Regions from separate parts of the Mus musculus genome. Here regions 1, 2, 4, 5 and 6 are each linked to region 3. Evidence: chromatin contacts called from public Hi-C and promoter capture Hi-C data. All regions are on one chromosome and are shown on one strand. The core of a region is the stretch at or near the end of the contact, and the rest is flanking DNA. Distances in the headings are between cores, read along the strand shown. Region 1 holds the start of Cd164 (CD164 antigen). Region 2 holds the start of Atg5 (autophagy related 5). Region 3 holds the start of Pdss2 (prenyl (solanesyl) diphosphate synthase, subunit 2). Region 4 holds the start of Mical1 (microtubule associated monooxygenase, calponin and LIM domain containing 1). Region 5 holds the start of Cep57l1 (centrosomal protein 57-like 1). Region 6 holds the start of Zbtb24 (zinc finger and BTB domain containing 24).

Region 1 (2,850 bases), core at 281-2,780, 1.7 Mb after region 3:
TTTAGCAGGCCAGAATGGAGCTAAGTTCCTTTCTTTTCTAGAAACTAGTCGCCTGCACCATTCTCCTTTGCTGAAGCCCTGGATCTCAACACGTATTTACTGCAAACAGGACACGAAGAACCATTCATAAAGTACTCGTTCTTAAGACACGCTGTTCACAACAGTGTAGCCTGATAATGGATGCAGCCTTCGGAATGCTGCAGCTAACCCCGTAATTGCCAGAAAACACAAGTTATCTCCTCTGTGGGCATTTCAATTATACAAGGCAATTAACTTGTATTTCCAGGCTTCTCTTAAAACAATATGAAGAACCCACACATTACAAGTCTGGGAGGAAATTGTCAAGTAGGTAGGAGTCAAACAATATTTTACTTTATCACTTTAACCGTGATAGAGATTCCCAGAACTGTTCTGTAATTTACTTTGTTCATTTAAAAATATCTGTTACCCTAGCATCCTTCTAACAAAAAATCGGGAACTACTTAGTTTTATTCATATTAAAAAAAAAAAAAAAAAAAAAAAACCAAAACCCTAGAGAAGGCACTAGGACAAGTCAATCTTTAGGTTGAGAAGCGCAGTTACTAGATTAAGAGCAATAACCAACTTAAAGCACGTCGTGTTTTCACCTCATTACTTCAAATTTACCTTCTGTCTCATTTGCGTCGTCACGGCCTATGCCAATTTGTACAAGCCTTAACGAACCCTAGAGTTGAACAAAAGGCGTGTTCCTTGATCGGATTTCAGAAAAACGGACAGACTGAATTTCAACCTAACTCCACAGCCTTAAAACACAGGCCCCCGGGAGATCACATCTTGCTCTTTATATGTCCCTAGGTTTCACTTCTCATCATCCGCCACAAGCCTCGTTCTTCCCTTACCACTCAAATCTCAGATACAGCCAACACCGCTCAGCTAAGTCAACGTGAAGTTACAGGAGGCTCGCTGGTGGGAGGGGGCAAAGGGACACCCAACTCATCTCTAAATGTCCCCCACCTATCCCGAACTCCTTCATTAGAAACTTCCGGAGAAGTTTCGAGGGGAGGACAAGAGTCTGTCCCACGAGCCCAAAGTTTGCGCACCCCGCCGACCGCGGGGCGCGTCGCCTCGTCCAATTACTCCTAACTGCCACCGCGGAAGCAAGCCACGTCGCCGTCCCGAGCTGCGGCGCGGAGTTACCAGGCGCTTGGGGGGATGGCGCCTCTGAGGGCAACGCTCGCGGCCTAGCTCGCCTGTCGCCTTCGCCCCCCACCCCGTCGGGCCGCCGTCCTCCGGCCGGGCGGCCATGTTGCGCGAGTCCCCACCGGCTCGGCGCGTGCGGCGGGCGCCCACCTGGTAGCACGGTGGGCATTTGCGTCGTCGGGACCACTTTGGTGGTCGTGGTCGGCACCTCGGTCACGTTGGGAGCCAGGGTGGTGATGTTGGGCTGCGCGGCCGAGACGCAGAGCACGGCGAGGCAGGTGGCGGCCCAGAGCAGTCGGCGGGAGGAGCCCGACATTGTGTCTTCAGCCCAGGCGTCCGGGAGAAAAGCTGCGGCAAAGCAGGCTCCGTCTAGCACTGCGTCCCTGCGGCGCCGCCCCCCGAGAAGCCCGCCCCGCGGGAGCGCGCGCCGGTCACGTGAGCAGCCCGGCGGGGCGGGGCGGAACGGGCGAGACCACTAGGAAGCCGGCCGGAGGGAGAGAAGCGGCCGCGGAGACCTCTAGGGCAGCAGTCCGTGCGTCGCAAGCCGTCCTTCTTGTCCTGGGAGGATCACGCGCGGCACAATGGAGCTTTCCTCACATCTGCACCACGGATGATCTCCCCCCGCCCTGGCAAGGATGGAACTGCCCACGTGACGTAGCGAGGGGCGTCCACCTGCGCCGCCTGGGAGGCGGGCCGCGAGGTGTCACGTGACCCCTCGGTAGCGCGCTGCGGGTAAGAAGCCCGGAGGCTCTGAGACCGCTGAGCTTGAGTTCTGCTGACCGCGCTCGCCTAGGGCTCTGTAGGAGCCGCCTTTTCTTCCGTGAAGCTTGATTTATTTTTAAGTGTGAATTTTTGTTTTTGAGAGTTCGGGGACTCAGTAATGACGGAACCACGGGATCCAAGAGTTTGCCGGGCCACTGGTTCAGTGCCCGTAGCTGTGGGTGGGACCGAAAGTGATCTGTCCCGGACGCTTCCTTGTCGTAACCGCCACCGGTGCCCTTGCCTCACCTGCTTCTTCCGAGTCACTCAGAGATCCGCAGTAGGGATCGATCTGTCCCAGCCCCAATCACTGTGGTCAGAGAGGAAGACGGCTAGGGATGAAAAGCCTTCGTGCCTCTTCCTATCCCCACATCACGAGCGACGAAGTATGAGACTTGGGGAAAGTGACCTGACCCTGACACTAGGATAGCATAGTGGCAGAACAGGCATTTTCAGTGCCTGTTGGCGGACTCTGGCTCTCTTTAGTCGTGAGCGCCATCTGATGCCGGGTCTCACAAAATAATCAACGCTTGACATGCTTATAGTAGGTGGTTTTGGTTTTTTTTTTTTTTTTAAATGAGACTTGAAAATGATAGGTAGAGCTAGGAATGTAGTTCATTTGGTAGAACGATTGTCCCTCATGCAAGAGTCCCTGGGTTTTGCACTATGCTGTCTTGATTGTTTAGCGTTTGCCATATTTTATGTTACAATTTTAATGTCATAATTTTAATTATGCATGTGACCCTAATAACAAGAATATCAGATGTTTCGGTGGTGTCTGTTTCGCTGTAGTATGCATTTTAAAAAATGACTCTAAAAGCATTTTTACAACTTTAGCGAAAGATTGAAAGCCCTTATTTCTGCCAGTAATGAATTTAATGTGGTTCCTTTGTGGGTGTACTCTGTAAAATA
Region 2 (2,700 bases), core at 93-2,592, 1.0 Mb before region 3:
GCTCTGTAGTACAGGCTGGCCTCCAACCCAAAGCAACCTTCCTTCCTCAGCTTCTCTAGCACAAGGATTAGAAACGTGGGCAATCACAGTTGGGGTTTGTTTTGTTTTCGGGTTATAGTTTGGTTTTGTGCTGCTCAAGATCCAATGCAGGGCCAAAAAATGCTAGGTTGTTTTTGGGCTTTGGAGGATGTTGTCTGTGTGTTGCAAAGAGTACCATGCCCTCTAGGATTGCAGCAAACTCACTAAATAGCCAAGGCTGGCCTTAAACTCCTGATTTTCCTGCCTTCACCCCACCTCCACTGCTGGAATTAAAGGTACAGGCCACAAAACTGGGCTCAAAGTACAATTAAACTTAGTGTAACATTCTCACCTGCCAAGACAACTACCATAAAGCCAATGTTCTTGTTCTCAAATTTCAATTCAAACAATAATTTTAATGAAGTCAGAATATTTGCATCTGACTCAAATACTCGGTATCAAGGACCCAAGATACTTATCAGGTGAATTCTAGAAGGCTTTAGATAGTCAACTGCTCCTGGGGTTCTGACTAGTGAAGACTTGCTATGCTTTCTCAGTGAAAACAATGCTACATGCTTTGGGAGAAAAACCTACATGCCACCCAGATTCTTAGGTTCCTCAAGTTTATATTCTTTGAGAGCAATTTCAACAAAGTAACTAAATAAACGAAAGTGTTCTACTAACAGAAAAATGCATTTGTTAGTATTAAGTACTAAAATTAAACTGAGACTCAAAGAACTGCATCGAAGAGAAACAGTCTGCGTTTAGATAGAATCAAAAAGCACCGAAACAATTACGATTTAAATAAAATGCAAGTCCTTAACTTGAGCTCCAGACTCGATGCTACATTTCCTACCTTAGTAAGGAACTGACATACTAACTACCCAAAGGGACAGCTAGACTGCCCAAGGGCTCCCGGGCCGGTGTCTCGCCAACCCCACCTCCGCCCAGCGGCACCGCCTCCCCCGCCATCCCTCCGGGTGCGCTCTTTACACGGGCCGCTCGCCCGCAGCCCCTGCCCCTGCCCGGTCCCACTCCCGCCCCACACTTCCACGCCCGGGACACACATGAGCCCTACCCGAGGTGCCGGCTCTGCTCCGGCTTCCCGCAGCGCGAAAGCCGCTCGGTCGGGTTCTGTCTGCCGGGATCACACTGTCCTGCAGAGGCGCAGGAGCAGAAGTCCCAGTGCGCGCGCAGCCGCACAGTGCTGCCGCCCGGGTCAGAAAACAGCCCGACGGGCACTTCCGCCCTCGGAACCAGAGTGAACCGCAGCGCCGGGCGCCCACCGTAGGTCCAGTCACCCTCGGCGCCCGGAGATGACGTCACCAAGACCACGTGGCAAGCGCTCCGCCCTCCGAGCGCGGCCCAACCTGGCAAGACCTGAGTTGCTCCTGAGCGTGCGCAGACACACAGGGAGCGCCTGAACTCGGAACGAGTTTGCCGGTTTTCTTCTTGGATGGACAGAACGCAGTCGTTGGTGTTCCCGGTTGTCAGTGTGACAGTTGTGGAAGAACAGAGAAATAAAGGATCCTGAGACATCGGCTGCCGTGGTAGCAGCATTTTTCTCTTCCTCACAAAACAGTATTGTAAAAACCTTACTTTTAAGGGTGGTTGGGATGGTTTAATTTAGTTGGGTTAGAGTCAGGACAGGGGTATCAAGCTGCAAGTCTGGGACTTAACTAGGTATCTCGTGTTCCTCAGTCTCCCAAGTGCTAGAACTGCAGACGTGAGCCACCACACCCGGCTTTCAAGGTAAACCACATTCATTTGCTCGGTAGAACCTCCCCACTCCTGTAGGACCACAGTAGGCATTAGTGGCTGTATTTAACCCCAGTTGGTAAAAGTACCAAAACCTCCCTCACCTCTAAGAGTACCTTTCCTACTCTTATTGCTTTGAAAATAAAACAAAACGTAAAGAGTACTTGATCTGGGTCTTCACTCACCAAACATTTTAACACCCTCCTCCTCGTCCTCCTCCACCTTCTCTTCCTCCTTCTCTTCTCCCCTCTTACTCTTCTCTTTCCTTCCCCCACCCGGAGAGGATGAGGTGTCCAACTAGATCCTAAGAGATGGTAAATGGAGCCCCGGGAGCTGCAGTTACAGGCAGTTGTGAGGCACCCAGTGCAGGCACTGGAAATGATTTTAGTCTTTTGCGAGATCAGTGAGCACAATTAACTCTTAACTACACTGATCTGTAGGTATTTCTCCAGCCTTTTTTTTTCTTTCCTTTCTTCCTCCTTTTTTGGGTTTGAGACAAGCTCTCGTGCAACGCTGACTGACCTCAAACTCTATGTATAATCATGGATACTCTTTAACCCCCATCCTCCGATCTGACCTTGAATTTACCATCCTTCTGCTTCAATTTCTCTACTGGAATTTCTGCCACGACACTTTGCTCTGTCAGCAGCGGCAGAGCCTGGCTAGAGCCATGAATCTAAATAAAGGCAGTGTTACCTGAAGAAACCCAAGAGGGTCTTGTCAGACTTCTGTTGAGGAGAAGCTGGGTTGGCCTTCATAAGGCTCCACCTAATGTAATTTGGTGCCATTCTCTGGTTATCCTGGGTGTGGACCTTGTACCAGTGTCCACGTCCTGGCCAGTACTTAATAAAACTTGCTCCAAATTTGCCTCAAACTTTGTTGTAGTGATCTTGCTCTTGTCCCATGAGTTTGACACCTTTCTTT
Region 3 (2,871 bases), core at 32-2,531:
GTGCTTGAAATAAACTACGAAACATGAGGTATGAGTTGTTTTTTAAGTGATAAATTTTTTTTTAAACCCTAGTGACAAGTTTAACACTAGTCTGGCATTAAGTGGTAAAAGCGTCAGAGGAAACTGACTTCAATCTAGATAGTCCAATACCTGGATATTTGGGGGTTTTTTTGTTTGTTTGTTTTTTGAAACAGGGTTTCTCTGTGTAGCCCTGGCTGTCCTCGAACTCAGAAATCCGCCTGCCTCTGCCTCCCAAGTGCTGGGATTAAAGGCGTGCGCCACCACTGCCCGGAGCTGTCTATTCTGCCTGTCTCTCTTGTCTTAATCTTTCTGTAGGTAAACAGCTTAACTTGCTCTGTAGACCAGGCTGGCCTTGAACTCAGAGATCGCACTGCCTTTGCCTCCCAAGCTCTGGGATTAAAGGCATGCACCACCATTGCCCGGCTCTATTCCATTTTTAAAATACCACTTCTTGACTGTGACTAAATAAGTATACATCTCTGATACCTTGACAAGCCATGAAGCATCTGCATCTCTAAAAGTGAAGAGAAACTGTAAAACACGTTCAAGTTTTTCTTTTACGAAAACCATTTATCCTGGGCCAAGTAGAAGAATGTTAAAGGGACACCAAAGAATACCTTAAAAGTTCAAAAGAAAGTTAGAATCAAGGAACTGGCCAGACCCAGAGTTACCATGGGTCGCTCACCTGGCAGTGGTAAGCAGAGGGTGTCCCGTCCCCACCAGCTTCCGCACCTGCATGGCGATATTGCTGAGCTCGTCGCTCAGCAGGCAGCGCAGGCTCATGAAGGATGCGGGGTAGCCCACGATCTTCTCCGCCTCGGACACCACCTGGTTCCAATGGGCCGGTGACCTGGAGGAGCGCCCGCGCCAGGAGCCCGCCGAGGAGATGCTGTCGAGGGATCTGAAGTACCACCAGTGGCGACTGGGGGGACCTGAAGCCCCGAGGTAACCGGACAAGCGCAACAGCAGCTGCCGGAGGCTCATAGTTTTGAGTCTGAGAGGGTCGGGGACCTGAGGAAGGTGGCCAGAAATGACACGGGAAGCAAACAAGGGCTGAGGAGAAACTTTCAGAATCTAACAGGAGACGGCGATTCCAAACCCTCAGAGAAGTATGGCTTTCTGGAGCCGTAACCAGGAATAACGTTTGCTGCTTCTGCAGCGCAGACTGGCGTAACCCCAGCGGCTGCTCAGAACTGCACTGGATACCTGCGCTGGTAACCACAGCCAGTGCCTACATGGGGGGCGCCATGTTGGAGGCATGAAATGCGGCCTGCCGTAAAGATAGGGGCGGGCTGATGAGCGGCAAAGAGTGCTCTTTACTTTACGGCACAGCTGGGACCTCCCCACTAAGGGGCGGACCCTCAGTGATGACCGGAAGGCGAGAGATGGAAGGGAGCCTGTGCCCCAGGACGTCGGTGTCCGCCCTTTGGCACCCCGCTAGCCCTGGATCTAGGCGCTCTCGGGGTCTCTGCAGCGTTTCTCCCGGCCCAACGCAGAGTGAAGCTTATGTAAATAAATGTCTGTATCGTGGGTCCGCGGCGAGATCGTAGGCCCGTGGCGCAGGCTCGTCCGGAAGCCTTTTGCTCCTGGGCGCCTTAGGCCCTTGGTGGGGGCCGCGGACCCGGGAGGGCGGCCCCGCTAGCTGGGCGACGACGTCTCCTCCGCGGCCCCCCCAGAGCTGGAACGCAAGTGGATCGGTGAGGCTGAGCCCTGCTTCCCTCAGCTTCCTGGCCGAAGTGCCAGGATTTCTGTGAAAAATCCAGAAAATAAGGATGCTGTGAGAATGGAATGAAACGTCGCTTGCTCCGGGACTGAAAATTCACTGGCATGAGTGCATTTCACATATTAGCTCACTTAATCTTTTGTTGAGTTTTAAAGATAATACTATTCCCCGGATTTTAGGGGGGATGGGGGGGAACGGAATGAGGCACAGCCAAATTGTAAGTTGTTATGGTCACATTAAGCAAAATGTGAACCTAGAGGATCTGGTATCTTTTTTTCTCCTCTCCTTTGGGTACTAGGGATAGAGGCCAGGCCTCATGCAGTAATGCTAGGCTAGTGCTCTACTTCGGAACCACATACCCGACCTAACAATTTGGTTATTTGAATACATACTCTTAACCACAACATTAAGTAATATGTTACCAAAAATTCTTTCTCATTGCTAAAGTAAAATTGTCAGTGTGACGACGCTTTCAGTGTTGGATGGAACGTTTTTTTTTTCCCCTAGGCCACAGTGGCCTGAGACTTCTTACTGTGTAGCAAACTGACCTGTAACTTCTTGACCCCATCCACCTCTCAAGTCCTGGGATTACAGACGAGGGCCAGAGGGCCACTCTGCTCTTCGGGTGCCACCTATTCAAGCACGTCTAGCATCTTGCCCTTTCTAATTAGACAAAACAAGTGTTGAAGTCCTTGTTAATCATAAAAAAATTAAAAATTACAAAACCTTAAATTCAATCCCTTGGGAAGAAAAAAGTAACATTAAGATCAGTAATATAAAAATAATAAACGACTTGTTACCTACATTTTACACTCAGGAATGGTTTTTAAAATTCATGTGAGCTTTCAAAATTCATAGTTGGTATTTTTTAAGCTCACATTATGTAAATGAACTAGAAAAACAAAGAGAAATTGTTCACACAAGATGCTTTTAGCCACAGAAGGTTTAGCGGCAAACTCCCTTTGAGTGCCAAGTCTCCTGTGATTTAAAGATTCTGTTTTTGAGCCAGGAATGGTGGTGCTTACAAGCACTCAGGAGGCAGAGGCAGAAGGATCTCTAGGTTCAAGAGCAGCCTGGTCTACATAGCCAGTTCTAGGCTAGCCAGGGCTCCAGAGTGAGGGCTCCAT
Region 4 (2,954 bases), core at 1-2,500, 1.7 Mb after region 3:
CCTCACAGACACACACCCATTTCTTCCTAAGTCTCTGTTCGCCAGCGCCCTTTGGCGAACTTAGTGCCACGCTGGTTGTAGGATGTGCCTCTCCCCAAAGGCAAAGTTCTTTTCCACGTGCTTGCCTCCTGACAAGGGGCAACACTGCCTGTGTAGATTCCACTTCTCAGCCACCCAAACTACCCTCACAAATAGCCTGAGAATGTTGTGACTGTTGTCTGCATGACAGACCTTCTGACTCACTGTGGTCAAAACACTTCCCCTGAGAAGAGATTGCGTCGCTGCTCCAACGGGCTGTGGGAAGGAGTGGGGTTAGCAACCCCTTCCGCAGACCCTCACATCTAATCGACCCCTAGCCTCACTCCCACGGCGTTCCTCTGTGCTCTCCCAGGAATCTCTGGAGACAAGGCCTCTCTTTGTACCCCTTTCCTTCCCTCCAGCCCACACGCAGCTTAAGGGCTCTTGGAGGGCTTTCTCACGCTGCCACCGGAAGAGATGAAGAGTATGGGGGGATGGGTTGCTCTCGGTGGGAGAGGCAACTAGGTGGTGGGGTGGGGGGGTTGTGGGCCGATCTATCATCCCCCAGCAGCCCCTTCATTGCCCGCGTAGTAGGAGGAGGCAAAGGTTGCCCTAGGGGGTCACTAGGACAAGAGTGGATAGATCTTCAGAAAGGACAGGAGTCCCTCTTGGAAGTGGGAGACTGGGGGTTGGAGCGACCTCTGCTAAAGGAAATAAAAGAGGTACCCAGACTGGAAACAAGCACAAAGGATGTGCCATTGGTGGAGCGTCTAAAGGGATGGAGAGCTGGACCTTGAGCAGCGGGGGTGAGAGCTCCCAATACTCTAGACAGCAAAATCTGCACAAAGGCGCTCATCTGGGTAGGGCCGGCAAGAGGACCCGCCAAACCAGCCAGGCGTGGCTCCCTACCCCATTTCCCCGGAAGCGCTCCCCACCCCCTTCCTTATCCTCACCCCCAGCCCAGCGAGCAGGAGGACGCACAGCAGGCATCGCTGGATTACTTACCAGCGTTTCTGGGGCTGGAAGAGCCGCTTCCTGTCGGAAGGGTGTCCCAGGCCTAGGGGCAGAGGAAGGGGTGGCGCAGGGAAAGCAAGAGATGCCTGGTGGCAGAAACCGGGGAGTTCCAAAGAGTTTGGACCGCAGCGCCAGCGCAGAGCACAGAGGAAGACTTACTCCGAACCTCCGTACTCCGCAGTCCTCCTCTGGGGACAGCCTGGGTCCCGCCCACGCCTGCCGGGTGGTGCTGTAGGGCGTGGTTCTGCCTACACCAGGGGCTGCTGGGGGCCTCCAAACGGTCTGGCCAGGCAGGGACAGGGAGAGCAGAGACTTGAGTGACCGTGCCTGAGTCCGCCCCGGTGGTACCCACGCTGTAGGCCACTTCCAAGAGCTGGCCGAGCGGGCGCAGGCCTCCGGCAAGAAGTTTATTGAAGCTGCAAGAACCGAGAGTGGCGCCAGATGTCTGAGCTCTCTTCACCTCTCCCACCGATAAATTCACACCCCTGGCGCCACAGGCGATCCAGTTGCGGGGGTCCATCTCTCCTGGGACAGGTCGGCTGGCTCCCAGGCTCAGGCTAAAGACAAAGCTTAAAGTCCTGGTCCACATCTTTCAACCAGGTACACACACAACCAGGTGTGTGTGTGTGTGTGTGTTTTCAACTAAGAAAAACAGGATGGTAAGGGTATGTGGGAGAGGATAAAACTTCAATGTGCAGAACTAAAGTCAAGACTCAGACAATGCTAGGGAACTTTGGAATCAAATTCTTAGTATTTCCTGTTAAGAAATTGTAGCATGAAAGGAATTGTTCAAAATCAAGCAGCTTTAAAGTTAATAAAACAGCAGTTCTCATTTATTGCATGAGCATTAACAAAACCTATTTTACTGAAATGTCAATGAGGCTTCATGACTGCACATGTTCACCAGCCAGTGGCATGGATGCTATCAGCCCCAGGCCTTTCTGGATCCCAACCTACCACTGTTAAACCACGGGACTGAAATAAGGTTTGACATCATGAGGAAGTAAAATCGCTACCCCAGAAGTGCTTAACCTAGGAAAAAATGGCTACATCTCTCTTCTTGAGGTCCAGGGACCAACAAAAGCCAAGGTCCAGTGGCTATCTTTTTGGGTTTGTGTTTGAATAAATCATTTTGCATTTTGTCCAGATATACTGGGGTACCCAGTAAGTCCTGAGCTCTAAACACACACAGCTGCAGCTGATAAGAAGGCAGAGAGAGAAGCAAGAGGAAATGCCAGCCCTCTGCCAGGAGAGGCCAACAATCCAGCCAGGCCACACACTTTGGAAGCCAGGAAGCCTTTGAGCTGGGCCCACTTGTGTTCCTGAGAGTGACATCATTTTGCTTGGAACAAATTTGCAGAATGTCATACACACCCATACTTAAACACACAGTGTAAAAAATGTTCTAAAAAGCCCAGTAGAGATGGGCTTCCGGCTTTCAGGATCATGCCTCTCCCTTTTATTAGCAGATGGACTACAGCAACTTACTGTGTCTTGTTTACAAAGACCCAGGTTCCCCCAGAGACTTTCAGTTGTAGCCAAACAGGGTTGTGTGGCTCTATGAGCAACAAATTTAAAGGCTGTGAAGGCTGCCTTTTAAAAGGATCACAGAACGAGTTCCTCAGCTCTTAAAAACCTGCTGATTTCCAGCTTTCCTTGCTGCTAGTTAAAGACCCACCTTAGAGCCACAGAGCTTCAGGACTCCAGAAGGTCTGTCTGTCTGTCTGTCTGTCTCTCTGTCAGATTTCTGTACCAGGCCTACTGTGTCTCAAAGTCACCACCAGCACACACACCTCAGTCTCCTGGTCTCTAAATGGAAGCATTTTGAATGACCCAACTTCCTTAGCTAGTTTCAGGTCTGGGGCCTTTTTATTCCGTGTTGCCGATTCTCAGAAATGTACAGAGTAAAACAAGCATTTTTT
Region 5 (2,965 bases), core at 2-2,501, 1.4 Mb after region 3:
AAACGATCTGCCTAATGTTTTCCAGTGCTGTCTCTCTAGTAGTCGTGTCTCTGCTGCACAGTCCCTCCCATCTCGCTTCATTCTCTCCTTCAGCCATGACAATCAAGAGCTTTTTCTTTTTCAGCGTTTAGTCAGTTACCTTTCAGCATTCCCCCAAAGCAGCCCGTCGTTTGTTTGTTTTTTAAACAAAAAACAAAAACAACGAGAAACGCTAAGAATAAAGTCAGAGAAATCCAGCCGTCGTGAAAGCAGGCGTCTGGATGGCACTGGGAATCACACGTGCTTTTTAAAGTTGATGCTTTCAAATCGATCCACAAGGCGGATCACCCAGGCACCCTCTCCTACACGAGGGCAGTCTTCTGACAGAGATTGAAAAGAACAAACTTGGAAAGTTGCAATCTCACAGAGCTGGTTAGCTGGACACAGAGTCCCGGGGAAGTGTTCTCTGTGTCGCAGGGTCAGCGGATATCCTCACGTTGTGGAGCTGTCAAATCCGTGCTTGGTCCCAAAAGGCTGGTAAACAGTAGAAGGTTCTCCAGCCATTCGATTTTTTGTCTGTGCAGCGGCTGGTTCTCGACCGTTCCCACCCCGCCCTCCTCCGACACCAGTCTCCGCCCCCCTCGGCTCCTCCTAGCGCCGCGGCAGGGCAGCGGGCGGGTGCTGGCGGGGTAGGCGGTAGACCCTGGCCCTTAGCTGCTGGGGCCCGAGGCTCCGGTGCTCCGGGGGAGCAGTGTCCGCCAATCACAGTGTCAGCGGCGACTAAGGGCGGCGTCCCCAACCCTGCCGGTTCTTGTCCCCCGGGGTACGCCGATGCTCCTCTTACTCCTCTGTCCTCGCCCACCTCCGCCAAGCCAGAGGGCACCCCGCAATCCAGCAGTCATCGAGCCCAGGGCTGCACGGCTGAAGCAAAGGGCCCCAGGCACAGAGCCCGCCCCTTCGCCCAGCCCCGTCGGTGGGGATCGGCCCAGAGGGCGGGAGCAGGGAGGGGAGACGGGGTCCTCACCCCCAGCCCCTCCCCTGTCCCCGCCCGGGACCGCCGGGAGCCGCCCCTGCCCCATGCCTGCCTCTCCGCCCAGGCACACGCGACCCGCAAAGACAGCCATTGGAAGCAGCCCCGCCCTCGGGCAGAGTACCTCCGGACCCCGAGTCCAGCGCGCCACTGACTAAGACCGGCTGCTGCGCATGCGCGACGCCGGCCAGGGCGCATGCGCTTTCCGCGGTGTTGTCCTTTCTCGACGTTTGGAGGCGCTGGTTTGAAGAAGGGGAAAGAAAAGTAAGGAGTACAGATGCCCGGAGATGTTTATCGAACAAGAAAAGCCGAACAAATAAAGGTGCTCTATAGTATTCCAAGTAGAAATGGGATAGAATTATGAGTGACAGCCAAGCAGGCAGGGCTTTGCGTTGGCTTTTGGGAAATGTAGTTGTAATGCTAACTACGCGCTCTGTTTGCGACAGAAACTACAATTCCCAGATGCCACCGCGACACTTGTCTTTGCCCGCGAACCAACGGTTCTGGAGGCCGTGGTTAACTGGGAGCGTCCATCTGGTAAGCGTGGTAGGCTTGGTTGTGACCCGTTCAGTGAAAAAAAATTTTTTTTTTCCCCTCGGAAACTCTGGTGCCGACGCCATCTGGGATTGCTTCCTTTCCGTCGTGGCTTGCCGGGAGAGAAATAGTGCAGGTGCTCAACACCTTTGGTTGGGTGACTGAGGCAAGGATTTGGGGATCATTGTTTGGAAGGCCAAGGAGCAGCCTTAAGACAGGCAAACTGGAAAAAAAAAAAAAAGAAAAGAAACAAAAAAGCAAAACAAAAAACCGACGCCGCTGCTTCTGCTGTCCTCTTGCACATAGGCCCGTGCTGAATGGATTAGGAATCCCTAAGCGTTGCCATTGCACCTTTGCCCTTACAGGGATCTGTTTTGTGCTGTCTTTGCTCAGTCAGATAGCATCCGAAGGGGATCTTTGAAAGCAAGTCTCTTGTGTCTGAGACTGAAAAGAACTTCAAATGTCCTTAGGTTTGGAAGGTTCTGTATGAAAAGAAGCCTATAAAAACCTCCTAAATGTGTTATCTTTGAACGATATGGTCATTTCTCTAAAGGTGTTTTTGGAAGGTTTTTAATAGACTGGTAATCGGATTCGATTTTAATCCTTTGTTTTACAAAGTAAACATAGTCATAAAATATTAATCTGGAACTAAAGAGATGGTGCAGTAGTTAAGAATTGTTCTTATACAGTACTTAAGTTCGATTCTCAGCCCCAACTTGGCAGCTCACAGCCATTCATAACTTTAGTTCCAGAGGATCTGATGACTTCTAACCTCAGTAGACACCAGGCATAAACCTGGGGCACAGGCATACATGCAAACAATACACTCATTGAAAAATCCAAAACCATAAAAATTAATGAGGCTTTTAACATGAGAAAAGTGTAACAATAACTTTTATTCTCCTGCTGTAATTGCTGTCTGGAGGCTTACTGCCTCCATCAGCTAATCTAGGCCCAATCCTGCAAGCTTCTAGCTTCTGTAAAGGCCTATAGTGTTTCCAGCTTTTGAGACTTCCTGCTGAATAAGCTCACTCTTTCTAGCTCTTTCTGAATTCTTGCTCTCTGGTTCAACTCAGCTGTTTTGGCCCAAACTCCTCTGACTGATTCAAACTGGCGTCTCTTGCTTCTGACTGAATTGCTCTGCTTGGCTTCAAACTAACTTTAGCAATGTGTTCTACTCTTCTGGCTCCTCCTTATTCTCTGGCTCAGCCTGTCATGTCTAGCTTGTTCTCTCTTCACCCTGTCTCTGTAAAACTCTCCCGGTAACACTGTCTCTTTTCCTCTCTCCCTCTGTCTGCTCCCTCCTATGTTGCCTCTCTCTCCTCTCTCATGAGAGTTGGGTAGATCCTAGTCTACTGAATCTTTTTCTGATTCATCACTTTGTTTCCCTCTCTGTTAGACTTCACTTTCAAACAAAGCTGC
Region 6 (2,727 bases), core at 90-2,589, 1.8 Mb after region 3:
GAACTGAATTGTTCACTCTCAGCTGCAGCTCTCCCTCTGCAGCCAGTTCTGATCTCCCTTCCTGCAAACCATTGGCTTTTCTTGGTCTTCCCCGTTTCCGTTTCAGAGGATCGTTCTTCTTATTGGAAATAACCACCACTGGCGTCCCAGTGCAGTTCAAAGCTGGTGGCTTTGGGGCGCTATGGTTATCCTGGAAGTCTGCGTATGCCTTTACCAGGTCATAGACTTTTAAGAACTGAGCAGTAGCCAGGATCTGCTCTGTCGTTTTCTCACTGGCATGTAGATAACCTGTATAGATAAATTCCAGCAGGATGCCAAAGGTGTCTGCAACCATGCCTTCCAGCATGTAGATAGACTGGCCAATCTCGCCCTCTTCCGCAAACATCATTGAGAAATACTCGCTACTGGCGGCCAGCAAGGCTTTATGGGCTCGGAAATGCACATTCTCCACGATTAAAGTAATATCACAAAGAAAGCCCTTCTTCCTTTGATCCTCCAGACTGGCCAGCACAGTGTCACTGTGAGTGTCTGAGTGTACCATAAGCTGCCCACAAGGCTCCGGGGTTGTGTCTGCCATTTTCTCCAGAAGACTCTGAAGAGGCTTAAATCTGAAATAAAAAATCAATGTTTATTTAGGAAGAAGTATTGCCTAACTAGACTGTTCGTGTTCCAGCTGTCACAACCCAGTTTTTTTTTTTTTTTTTTTTTTTTTTTTACATTATCACCTTCTACACTCTACTTGGAAAGCCAAGCCTTGGGTTCCTCCCCTTGTTGCGGCTACCCTGCTGGATGCCTCTCCAGTACCCACATAACCTCTTACGGTGGGGAATTTCCTCTGGAAATTAGAGAACGGGTTCAAAAGTCTGTACGGCCCTCCGGTCCGTTAACTTTGTAATTAAACTTTCAAAGTGTGGCGGCACAAAGTTGGAGTTGGGGGTGTGCTGCCTCGATGCTACACACGGAATAGCTGTTTCGACTATAGGAACATATATGAGAAATATGGGAACGAACCCACGCAAGGGAGATCTACGGTGAAATAACGCGCGGATTCAGAGGCCCCGCTCTGAGCAGCGGCGCCCGGAGCTCCGTCCCAGGCCTGGGGCCTGAGTCCCGCGGACGTTCCGCGGCCCAAGGCCCCGGGCCGAACCAACCGGCCGCGGACCTACCTGTCAGGGCCGCCCCGCAGGGACTTGCTACGGTCAGCCCACCCGGCTGCCCAGAGGGCACTAACCGGGCCTGTCGCCGGTCCCCGCCCCCGCCACCACTACGCTGTAGCTCCGGACTCCCGGCGTCTGTCAACCCGGAAGCGCGCACAAGGGCCGTAGCATCACGTGACCCCGGAGCCCCGCCCCGAGGGCGGGCTTTGCTGTGGAATCCGGAAAGGGAGGGTCTGGTGCGGAAACCTGCCAATCTGCGGAAATTTACCTCCAGTTACCCCGCTGAGTTTCCTTTAGACCTCAGTAGACACCACATCCGCTGATTAGATGCTGAGCATAAAGACGGCGGTGGCTTCAATCAGCAGATATTTACCTCCTGAATGAATCCTCTTCCTCGCTTTCCTTCCCAAGTTACTCATCCTCAGCTCTGTGTTTATCCATAAAATGGAGGTGTTAACCTACCTGGTACGGTTAGAATGAGCTTAGTAAGTGCTTGGCTTGGCTAAAAAGACCGAAACGACCGCTGTTTTTATTTAGATTTATGGCACTTCTGAGAGACTATTGAGGGTTTCAGTTGTCTCAGGACAGTGTCGCTCCCTCTGAGACCTATGGGTATGGGAGAGTTCTCTAAATAAAAACCTGGGTAGGATCTGCTGTGGCTCTGTGTTCCGGACCAATGCTCCTAAGTCCCGCTCAGATTCGTTCCGGACCTACTCCAACTGTGCCAGCAGCTTCCGCTCAGCGTTTATGCATCGCGTGTACCTAATTATCTCTACTTTGTCCACTTCCAGATTATAAATTTGCCATCTATATTGCCCACAATTTGGAAACTAAAGATGGAATTACCAGCCGGACTCTTTCTTTCTTACTAGTTTTTATTAAAAGTGTAAGACCCCCAAAGCTGGGCCTCCGCTCAAGTCCCGGGATGAGCTGGCCAGCACCCCAGTGTCCCGAGAGAAAACCACACCTGATGCAAACTGCAAGAGGTTTTATTATCAGCTAGCTGAGGACGAAGTGTCTCCCTAAGTGTCTCCGCATTAGAGATCAGGGAAAACAAGCTTGGGGAACGTCTAGGGGCTTTACCTTCCAGGGAGAAACGCTCTAAGTTGGGGTCTCACAAAAGCAGCTCATACCACACAGGTATGAGCTCTGTGGTTTCCCCCTTATCTTTACAGAGTTATCTAGTGCACTCTATCCAGAGCTCCCTCGAAATCGGTCAGATATGTGGGCGTCCGAGTGGGATGCCAGGAGAGCTTTGCTTGACTTCTGCACTCCAGAAGGAACAAGGGTGGTTGTGGGATTGGGGATTTTGTTCAGTGATAGAGCACTGGGTTCTGGATTCTGCCCTCAGCACCGAGAGGAAAATAATAATAATAATGATAATGATAATAATGATAAAAAGACAGAAAGAACAAGGGTCAGTCTTTCAACTTTGCTTTCACATAGGTTTTTGTTTGGTTTTCTGCTGAAAGAATTGCAGTAAAAACAATGCAATAAAAACTCCACAGAGCCAAAACTAGATCAAATTTATCGAATAAGCTGCTATTTAAAGGAGAAACTGGTTATCGGT

Evidence for each region. Promoter capture Hi-C pulls out the DNA fragments that hold promoters and counts their contacts. Hi-C and Micro-C count contacts between places; a contact is called where the count stands out from the background. Capture Hi-C pulls out chosen DNA fragments and counts their contacts.
Region 1: a promoter capture Hi-C map of pre-B cells shows a contact between it and region 3, with 4 times the contacts expected there. The contact joins the promoter of Cd164 here to the promoter of Pdss2 in region 3. A contact is called at or near these places in 2 of 39 promoter capture datasets (liver and pre-B cells).
Region 2: a contact with region 3 is called in a Hi-C map of B cells, with 10 read pairs. The contact joins the promoter of Atg5 here to the promoter of Pdss2 in region 3. A contact is called at or near these places in 1 of 39 promoter capture datasets (pre-B cells), 4 of 484 Hi-C or Micro-C datasets (B cells, CD4 T cells, erythroblasts and 1 more), 4 of 115 datasets of contacts at active chromatin or transcription factors (the 230-238 cell line, the SCID.adh cell line, extraembryonic endoderm stem cells and 1 more) and 1 of 9 other capture datasets (liver).
Region 4: a contact with region 3 is called in a promoter capture Hi-C map of liver, with 2.8 times the contacts expected there. The contact joins the promoter of Mical1 here to the promoter of Pdss2 in region 3. A contact is called at or near these places in 1 of 39 promoter capture datasets (pre-B cells), 1 of 484 Hi-C or Micro-C datasets (CD4 T cells) and 1 of 9 other capture datasets (liver).
Region 5: a contact with region 3 is called in a promoter capture Hi-C map of adipose tissue, with 9 times the contacts expected there. The contact joins the promoter of Cep57l1 here to the promoter of Pdss2 in region 3. A contact is called at or near these places in 2 of 39 promoter capture datasets (liver and pre-B cells), 1 of 484 Hi-C or Micro-C datasets (CD4 T cells) and 2 of 9 other capture datasets (adipose tissue and liver).
Region 6: a contact with region 3 is called in a promoter capture Hi-C map of liver, with 4 times the contacts expected there. The contact joins the promoter of Zbtb24 here to the promoter of Pdss2 in region 3. A contact is called at or near these places in 2 of 39 promoter capture datasets (liver and pre-B cells), 1 of 484 Hi-C or Micro-C datasets (CD8 T cells), 1 of 115 datasets of contacts at active chromatin or transcription factors (astrocytes) and 1 of 9 other capture datasets (liver).

The regions. Positions count from the first base shown.
Region 1 is chr10:41,518,180-41,521,029 of GRCm38.p6, reverse strand. It overlaps Cd164 (CD164 antigen), which reads right to left and starts at 1,530. Exons shown (of 6, transcript NM_016898.2): 1 at 1,330-1,530. The coding sequence starts at 1,495.
Region 2 is chr10:44,266,981-44,269,680 of GRCm38.p6, reverse strand. It overlaps Atg5 (autophagy related 5), which reads right to left and starts at 1,342. Exons shown (of 8, transcript NM_053069.6): 1 at 1,097-1,342. Gm40637 (a long non-coding RNA gene) reads left to right here and starts at 1,479. Exons shown (of 2, transcript XR_871625.2): 1 at 1,479-1,568; 2 at 1,720-1,939.
Region 3 is chr10:43,219,896-43,222,766 of GRCm38.p6, reverse strand. It overlaps Pdss2 (prenyl (solanesyl) diphosphate synthase, subunit 2), which reads right to left and starts at 1,281. Exons shown (of 8, transcript NM_027772.2): 1 at 707-1,281. The coding sequence starts at 1,005.
Region 4 is chr10:41,474,610-41,477,563 of GRCm38.p6, reverse strand. Mical1 (microtubule associated monooxygenase, calponin and LIM domain containing 1) reads right to left here and starts at 1,250. Exons shown (of 24, transcript NM_138315.2): 1 at 1,024-1,250. All of the region lies in intron 1 of Gm51797 (a long non-coding RNA gene), which reads left to right.
Region 5 is chr10:41,808,154-41,811,118 of GRCm38.p6, reverse strand. Cep57l1 (centrosomal protein 57-like 1) reads left to right here and starts at 1,251. Exons shown (of 11, transcript NM_001243074.1): 1 at 1,251-1,331; 2 at 1,456-1,546. The coding sequence starts at 1,472. It overlaps Sesn1 (sestrin 1), which reads right to left and starts at 545. Exons shown (of 10, transcript NM_001162908.1): 1 at 1-545. The coding sequence starts at 97.
Region 6 is chr10:41,448,970-41,451,696 of GRCm38.p6, reverse strand. Zbtb24 (zinc finger and BTB domain containing 24) reads right to left here and starts at 1,339. Exons shown (of 7, transcript NM_153398.3): 1 at 1,167-1,339; 2 at 1-608. The coding sequence starts at 577.